Linked DNA regions of Nomascus leucogenys: region 2 is linked to region 1. The links are chromatin contacts, called in public Hi-C maps. All regions are on one chromosome and are shown on one strand. Each heading gives the region's core, a stretch centred on a gene start, on an enhancer-like site or on the middle of the called end of the contact. The rest is flanking DNA. Distances are from core to core; before and after follow the strand shown. Region 1 overlaps GPR107 (protein GPR107). Region 2 has its middle 25 kb from the start of HMCN2.

Evidence for each region. A called contact is a pair of places that touch in the nucleus more often than the background predicts.
Region 2: a contact with region 1 is called in a Hi-C map of an unstated tissue, with 2.4 times the contacts expected there. The contact joins two enhancer-like sites. A contact is called at or near these places in 3 of 4 Hi-C or Micro-C datasets (a lymphoblastoid cell line and an unstated tissue).

The regions. Positions count from the first base shown.
Region 1 is chr8:106,220,941-106,225,328 of Asia_NLE_v1, reverse strand. The region is part of intron 9 of GPR107 (protein GPR107); the gene reads right to left. Among named protein-coding and RNA genes, the nearest start is that of GPR107, 39 kb to the right of the region's middle. Within about 2 kb of position 1,793, the one cell type or tissue checked has an H3K27ac peak away from gene starts, as active enhancers do. A contact at or near this core is called in a lymphoblastoid cell line, where this site is marked.
Region 2 is chr8:106,366,141-106,370,528 of Asia_NLE_v1, reverse strand. No RefSeq gene overlaps it. Among named protein-coding and RNA genes, the nearest start is that of HMCN2, 25 kb to the left of the region's middle. Within about 2 kb of position 1,893, the one cell type or tissue checked has an H3K27ac peak away from gene starts, as active enhancers do. A contact at or near this core is called in a lymphoblastoid cell line, where this site is marked.

The DNA.
Region 1 (4,388 bases), core at 544-3,043:
AGTCCCAGCTACTTGGGAGGCTGATGTGGGAGGATCACTTGAGCCCAGGAGGCAAAGGCTGCAGTGAGCCGTGACTGTGCCACTGCACTCCAGACTGGGTGACAGAGCGAGTCCCTGTCTCAAAACAAACAGTCTCAAAACAAACAAAAATTAAGCCAGGAGTGGTGGTGCGTCCCTATAGTTTCAGCTGTTCAGGAGGCTGAGGTGGGAGGATCACTTGAGCTCAGGAGTTTGAGGCTGCCGTAAGCCTTGATTATGCCACTGCTCCAGCCTGGACAATGTAGTGAGACCCTGTCTCAAAAAAAAAAAAAAAAAAAGCAAAGAATACAGGCAGCCACAAAAGTGGAAATGGTTAATGAGTCCCTAAAATGATAATCCACATCACCAATATTCAGAGAAATGCAAAATAAAGCAAGATACCACTTTACATCTATCAGATTGGCAAAAATTAAGATGTCAGTATTGGTGAGAATGTGGAGAACAGCAAACCTTATTATGTATGCACCACTGGTAGATGTATAAACCTATATGCCACACTGGAAGGCAATCTGGCCTTTAACGAAATTAACTGATGGCTGGGTGCAGTGGCTCATGCCTGTAGTCCCAGCACTTCGGGAGGCTGAGGCGGGAGGATCTCTTGAGGCCAGGAGTTCAAGACTAGCTTGGCCAACACAGTGAAAACTCGTCTCTACTAAAAATACAAAAATTAGCCCAGCATGGTGGTACATGCCTGTAGTCCCAGCTACTCAGGAGGGTGAGGCAGGAGAATCGCTTGCACTCAGGAGGCAGAGGTTGCAATGAGCCAAGATGGTGCCACTGCACTCCAGCTTGGGTGACAAAGTGAGACTCTGTCTCAAAAAAAAAAAAAAACAAAAGAAAACAAAAGAAATTAACTACCCATGGCACAGTGTGCTTCCTTCCAGGGCTGCAGCTCAGAAGCTGCACAGATCCACAGGGGATCTTCGGAGGTTCATGCCAGCACTGGCTGGGGTAGCAGGGAGATGTAGGCAGTCCAGGCGTGTGTCCATCACTAAAGGACCAAAGCAGTCAAATGTGAGGACACAGAGCATGGGGTGCTGTGAAGTAGGTAAAAATCAATGAATGAGACGCACACTCAGCCACATGGCTAGATCGCAGAAGGGATACTACTGAGTAAAAAATGTACAACAACGTCTATGGATATTTTATGTAAATTTAAAATAAATGCAACACCAATAAACAGTACTTATCTATAAGAATAGAGAAATATAAAAAAAAATCAGGCCAGATGCAGTGGCTCATGCCTATAATCCCAGCACTTTGAGAGGCAGATCACCTGAGGTCACGAATTGTAGGCCAGTCTGGCCAACATGGTGAAACCCCGTCTCTACTAAAAACACAACAATTAGCCGGGCATAGTGGCGGGCGCCTATAGTCCCAGCTACTCAGGAGGCTGAAGCACGAGAATTGCTTGAATCCGGGAGGCGGAGGTTGCAGTGAGCCGAGATTGCACCACTGCACTCCAGCCTGGGGCACAGAGTGAGACTAGGTCTCAAAAAAAAAAGAAGTCCAAAAACGTATATGCAACACATTTGAGCAGTTCTCCAAGGCTGGGAAGGAGTGGGAGAGGGGACAGGAAATGAAGGGGAACCATAGAGCAGGAAAGGGGCCTGGCACCGAGTGAGAATGAGAGTGTGCCACAAAGGGATATCAGTTTCTGGGCTCATTTCCTCCCTGGTACTTTCCTGTTCCAGGGCCCACCTACCTGAAGGTCAAAAGGGAAGTCAAGGCCAGAATAGTCTGGAACTACTGAATGCCAGTGAGATTTACCCAGAGTGTAAACCACCCACCACAAAGAGCTGTGCTCATTCACACTCTGGCAACCTTGACTTGCAGTCCATGGTTAGAACATCTACGATGGGGCAGAGATGTGATGGAAAGAATAAGCCTCGCTGACCTCGGCTCAAATACTAGTTCTCCCTACACTCGAAGTTGGGAGGGGCCTGACACATACTAGCAAGCAGGCCCGGGTTCCAGTCCCAGCTCTGTTGGGTGACACTGGCTCTCATTTCCCCTCTCTGGGCCTCAATAAATGAGGCAAAGATCTCTCAGTTGTTTCCAGCTTTCAGGGGCCAGTGAAATGCGCCTGGCGGCCTTGGTCATATGCTTTTATATCATGTGGTTTTCCAGCCTACCAGAACTGACTCTAAGACTCCTGAGAAAGCATGGGCAGAACTTAAATGAGACCTTCCCCCATGCACACTATACTCCAACAAAAATTACAGATGAGACTTGTACACAATAGGTCAGCCTCATTTAACCACAGATTGAAAACTGTTACCACGGTCTGGGCACAGTGGCTCATGCCAGTAATCCCAGCACATTGGGGGGCCAAGGCGGGTGGATCACGAGGTAAAGAGATCAAGACCATCCCGGCAACACGGTGAAACCCTGTCTCTACTAAAAATACAAAAATTAGCCAGGCATGGTGGCAGATGCCTGTAGTCCCAGCTACTTGGGAGGCTGAGGCAGAAGAATCACTTGAACCTGGAAGGTGGAGGTTGCAGTGAGCCAAGATTGTGCCACTGCACTCCAGCCTGGCAACAGAGAGAGACTTTGTCTCAAAAAAAAAAAAAAGAAAAAAAAAGAAAGAAAAAAAGAAAACTATTACCACAATTTGATATAAGCGAACCAGTGACAATGACTATTGCCACCAATAACTAAAGGAAAATTAAAACACCACTGAACCCCTGGCTACTAAACTATTTTATAAATACCTCATGTTTGGATGGCACCCTGATTTGCAAAGCCCTCTCATATACATTATCTTAGGGGGAATCACAGAACAAGTCTAAGAATCCAAGACTCTTACAGGAAGGCAGAGTAACTATTACTGTCCCAGTTTCATAGCCAAGAAAAAAGAGATTTAGAGTGAAGCAAGGCACACAGGCAGTCACTGTCCAAGTTCACACCTGAAATCAGATCTGACTCCTAGTTCTTACTTTTCCAGTAAAGACAAAAGTAGAACTTTCTTTAAAAAAAAACCAAAAAAAACAAAACTGAGGCGGGGCACGGTGGCTCATGCCTGTAATCCCAGCACTTTGGGAGGCCAAGGCAGGTGGATCACCTGAGGTCAGGAGTTCAAGACCAGCCTGGCCAACATGGCAAAACCCCATCTCTACTAAAAATGCAAAAATTAGCCAGGCATGGTGGCGGGCACCTGTAATCCCAGCTACTTGGGAGGCTGAGGCAAGAGAATCGCTTGAACCTGGGGGACAGAGGTTGCGGTGAGCTGAGATCTCACCACTGCACTCTAGCCTGGGTGACAAAGCGAGACTGTGTCTCAAAAAAAAAATAAAAATAAAAAACCCACCCCAAAACTTTTATGGCCTAAGTTTTTATAACCTTCCCTCCTTCCATCTGCCTCTCTCTTAGAGACAGTCTTATTCTGTGTCCCAAGCTGGAATGCAGTGGCACAAACATAGCTCACTGCAGCCTCGAACCCTTGGGCTTAAGCAATCCTCCCACCTCAGTCTCCCAAGTAGTGAGCACTACAGGCGTGCAGCACCACAACTGGATAATTTTTGTTGTTGTTGTTTTGTGCAGTGGCACAATCTCAGCTCACTGCAAGCTCCACCTCCCGGGTTCACGCCATTCTTCTGCCTCGGCCTCCTGAGTAGCTGGGACTATAGGCGCCCGCCACCACGCTAGGCTAATTTTTTGTATTTTTAGTAGAGACGGGGTTTCACCGTGTTAGCCAGGATGGTCGCGATCTCCTGACCTCGTGATCTGCCCACCTCGGCCTCCCAAAGTGCTGTGATTACAGATGTGAGCCAATGCACCCAGCCCACAACTGGATAATTTTTAAATTTGTTTGTAGAAATGGAGTCTTGCTGGGCCAGGTGTGGTGGCTCATGCCTGTAACCTCAGCACTTTGGGAAGCTGAGCCAGGTAAATTACCCGAGGTCAGCAGTTCAAGACCAGCCTGGCCAACATGGCAAAACCCCGTCTCTACTAAAAATATAAAAATAAGCTGGGTATGTTGGCACATGCCTGTAATCTCACCTACTTCGGAGGCTGAAGCACAAGAATCGCTTGAACTCGGAGGCGGAGGTTGCAGTGAGTTGAGATTAGGCACTGCACTCCAGCCTGGGGGCTAGGGGAGAGAGACTCCATCTCGAAAAAAAAAAAAAGGAATGGGGTCTTTCTATGTTGCCCAAGCTGGTCTCAAACTCACGGACTCAAGTGATCCTCCTTCCTTGGCTTCCCAAAGCACTGGGATTATAGGTGTGAGCCACCACGCCCAGCCCATAAGATTCTTTCTTAGTAACTGCTGCTTGAAAATCTAGCCCAAACATGATTATGTAGCTCCTTCCCAAGTAAACAAGAAACTCTTTCTATCTGGTGGG
Region 2 (4,388 bases), core at 644-3,143, 150 kb before region 1:
CCTTTGTTTTTTTGTTTTTTGTTTTTTTGTTTTTTTGTTTTTTTGAGATGGAGTCTCGTTCTGTCACCCAGGCTGGAGTGCAGTGGTGTGATCTCGGCCCACTGCAACCTCCACCTCCTGGGTTCAAGCAGTTCCCCTGCCTCAGCCTCCCGACTACCTAGGATTACAGGCACACGCCACCATGCCCAGCTAATTTTTGTATTTTTGGTGGAGGCGGAGTTTCACCATGTTGGCCAGGCTGGTCTCGAACCTCAAGTGATCTGCCCGTCTCAGCCTCCCAAAGTGCTGGGACTACAGGCATGAGATACCGCATCTGGCCTAGGAGCTCCCTTTCTCCCTCCTTTCAGGCCAGCACTTGCACCTTCACCTGCAGGTCCCAGCTCGGGCCTCTGGCATTGCACAGATCTGCCCCTTCTAAGGCAGGAAGGCCTCTTGATGCCCAACATATGAATTGGGTCTTCAGAATCCTCAAAGAATAAAGTGGGCCCTCCACAATATCACAAAGACTTCCCCTCACCTCTGGGGGCAACCAACAGTCCAGTGACTAAAACAGGACCTACTCTCAGTCACCTGACAATGATACCAAAAGGACTCTTCCCACCCTTCTCCCTGACTCTCTGAAAAAAGCTTGTTTTACTCTTTCTCATATTTTTTTAGCCCCAAGATCTGCTCATGTGGATGGCTTATTTCAGGTTTCTGGGAGGAAGGGAGCAATTTCTGAGGAAGGAAATTGTAGAGACAAGAAAAGGTCTGGTCCCCAAGTCTTGAAACCCCTGGCAGAATCCTTCCTGAGCTCAACGCTAGGCCAGCCTGCCCAGTGTCCTTGCTGTGGTTACCCAGTGAAAACCCAACTGGCCCGGTCCTCAGGGGCTGCCCTGGGCTTCTCAATAACCTAGAGCCTCTAGGTCCCTGGTCCTTCTGCAAAAGAAAGTCTTTCCCACAGGAGTCCCTCTGGCTAGGACCCTCAGTCTCCTGAGCCCTTGGAGGAGGAGGGCATAGTGGGACAGGAAGAGGGAAAAGGCAGAAGACAGGTTGGAAAGGCATGAGCAAGCAGTAGTTACACCAGCACGTGACACTGTACAGTTGTTTGTTAAATCACTTTGGCAAACATTGAGAGTTTAGATGCAAACATTTGCAGGTGGCATCAGGTCATTGAAAGCGACCCAGCAGATCACTGGGTACATTAGGGAGAATATAAATTGGTCTGTTGACACAGAGACTTAGGATGGCTTAATCAAGATAAATGTGTGTCTCTCTTCCTCCTAAGAGCTCCAGTGTAAATGGTTCAAAGCTGGTGTGGCAGCTCCATGCCACACTGGGTCAAAAACCCAGTTCTAGGAAGGCTTGTTTCAGAGTCCTCCATCCAGTCAGCAGGAAGAGGGAAGAGAGGGAAAGTTATGCTCATCATTCTCATCCTATTGAATAGAACTGGGTCACATGGCCACACAGCCACAAGGGAGGCTGGGAAATGTAGTCCTTTGTTCCACATGGCCCTGTGCCCAGCTAAAAAGAGATAAGGGGAACAAGTAGAAAGCTTTTCCATACCTACACAAGCTCATTTTGCCTAAGCTCAGGGGGCCTTCCCAGCCCCTTTCCATGCCCACTGTCCTGAACCAGTTCCTCCAGACCAATGAACCTGGAGAGTAAGTTTCTGCCTCTCTACTCCCTAGGCAGGAAGACGGCAGGGAGGAGGGGGCCACTGTAGGGCAGGGATCCACATCGCATTCCCACTCCCAGCCCAACTCCCTACTCTTCTCCTTGTCATCTCCTCTCTATGCCTGGGGATGCCCTGAGCTGGGCTTTGGGGAGTACGATTTAGGGAGATACTTTCTAACATGGAGATGTGAGTTTGGGGGCTTGGCAGGGTCAGTGGGGACAGGGTGGAAGGCCCGAGGTGGGGAGAAATGGGACCTCTAGGATGGTTCCTCTAGGAGGACTCACCGGTGCTATCACACCCAGGGAATAGTAGCCAGTCTGAGCCATCCTGATAAAGCAGGTGGCCAGGTCTGTGCCTCTACTGAGCTTCAGCCCACAGTAAGCCATCCAGCGCAGGCTGGGCCAGGGGGTGAGTCAGCACAGGCTTTAGCCTGACCCAGAGCAGAGCAAGGGATCATGACCCATCATGTGCCCTCAGCAACACGGTTTCTGAACCGTGGTCCCTGTAGACACCACGCCCAAGGCTGCTGGAAAAGACCTGAGCCTCCTCCACCAACAGCTCACCTCTATTCAAGCTCACCCTTTGCTGGAAACATTGCCCCAGCTACCCTCACAACGGCCCTCTGAACCAGAGCTTGGCATTTCCAAAGAAAGGCGCCCATGCATGGATTCACTTTCAGTGCTTCGGTGGAAACAGCACATTGGGTGGGTATGTAAATTACCTCCGATCTCTGCCTCAGGGACAGTCCCCAAGTGTGTGAAACAGTCTAGTCAGGAATCAGCCCTCCAGGGGGTGTCACATTAGCATTTTAAATATGTACTTTTATTAAAATCTACACCACAGATTTTATCCACACAAAGGATGTTAGAAGTCCCTTTTCATAGAAGTGTAATGTGGTGAAGATACATGCTTGGCTAGAAAGATTCTCGGAGCTCAGCACTGTGCACCACTAGGGAAGAGCAGCAGCCTGGTGCTTCAGGACTGTGCTCAGGGGCAGGGCCCCTGGGGCCCTGGGGCCCCCATCCCCTGGATGGACAGGTACAGGTGCCTGCCTGTCTTTGTGCTTACTTGCTAGTGAATATCTGGACTTCTGGCAGAATTTGATCTAGTATCTGCCTTCATTGCAACATTCCACCTCTGGCGAGGTTGTGGGGCAGGGCCTGCCTCTCATTTGTTTGTTTATTTCTTTTGAGACATAGTTTCGCTCTGTCACCAGGCTGGAGTGCAGTGGCGCAATCTCGGCTCACTGCAAGCTCCGCCTCCCAGGTCCACTCCATTCTCCTGCCTCAGCCTCCCGAGTATCTGGGACTACAGGCACCTGCCACCACGCCCGGCTAATTTTTTGTATTTTTAGTAGAGACAGGCTTTCACCATGTTAGCCAGGATGGTCTCAATCTCCTGACCTCATGATTCGCCCGACTCGGCCTCCCAAAGTGCTGGGATTACAGGCATGAGCCACCGCGCCTGGCCAAGGGTCCACATTTTTACCAGAAGACCCTGTCTGTTAGAACACACGCCCAGCGTCAAGTGGTAGAGCTTGGCTGGGAACCAGGTCAGATTCCACAACCTGTGGCCCCAACCACCGTCCCACACTGCCTTTCCATGCTGCCTTTGGAACCCTCTTGAGGGTCTGGGGAGTTCTGGCATCTTCACTCCAGGACCCGCCAGAGCAAGGCACAATGCTGGATGCCCAGAGTGGCCACAGAGGGTGACATCGCTGCATTGACTTCTCAATGGTTGCTTCAACCCCAAAGCGGAAATCATGTTGGGCCTCCAGCTTTGCCTGGAAGGTGGTGGTGATCTGATGATTCCTTTCACTCTGAAACATGTCTGAAACGTGGCCTGTGTTTTCAGGCAGTGGTTCATTCTAACATGGGCTGCTTGATCTTATCAATCTACATGCTTCATGCGTCTTTCAAGGCTTTTGGCCAACAGCAATGAATTCTAATCGGCAGTTATGCTCCCGAGTCCACGCTCGCTTTTATTATTGCTCTCTGAGTTCGTGTTCCTTTAACAAGCTATGAAAGTGAAAACCACCACCTCCTCTGATCCCCCTCTCCCCAACATGGCAGGGCCCATGCATACTGAGCAAGCACAGGGTTACTTGACCAGAGGGGGAAGAGGAGGGCTCTCCTCTATCCCAGGTTCCAGGCCAAGGGTGACTCGGGGGAGGGCAGCCACACAGACTGCCACCTCTCAGGGTGCCTGCCGGGAGCTTGCACAAGAGCTGCTCGTCTCCCCCACCTTCCCTCCCGACGCAACCCTCCATGTGGTCAGCAACCAATCTCTAGGCCCCCCGCGCCTGGCCCATCACAGGTGCAAAAGTCAGATGAAGTGAATGAATGATTAGCCTGAATCCCTGAGCCAATGGAGGTATGGACCCAACCGGACATGCTGCAGTGCACACACCTCCCAGGGGTCCTCAAAATGTGATTCACAGACCCGCAGCAGCAGCGCAGCCCAGGAACTTGTTAGGAACTCAGATTCCCAGGCCCCTGCCCAGACCCTCCTAATCAGAAACTTAGGGGCTGGGCTGGCAAGCTGGGTTTGAAGCAGCCTCCAATCCAGGTGATTCTGAGACACACTTGACTTTGAGAGCCACTGATCTAGGTCAATGGTTTTCAGACATTTTTAAAGCAGCAGCCGCCCTCTGCAGATGAAACAGGCAGGTCAGGGGACATCGTGGGTGAGGCAATGGGTGGGGCCTCACACCGCTCAACTCTCGGCCTCA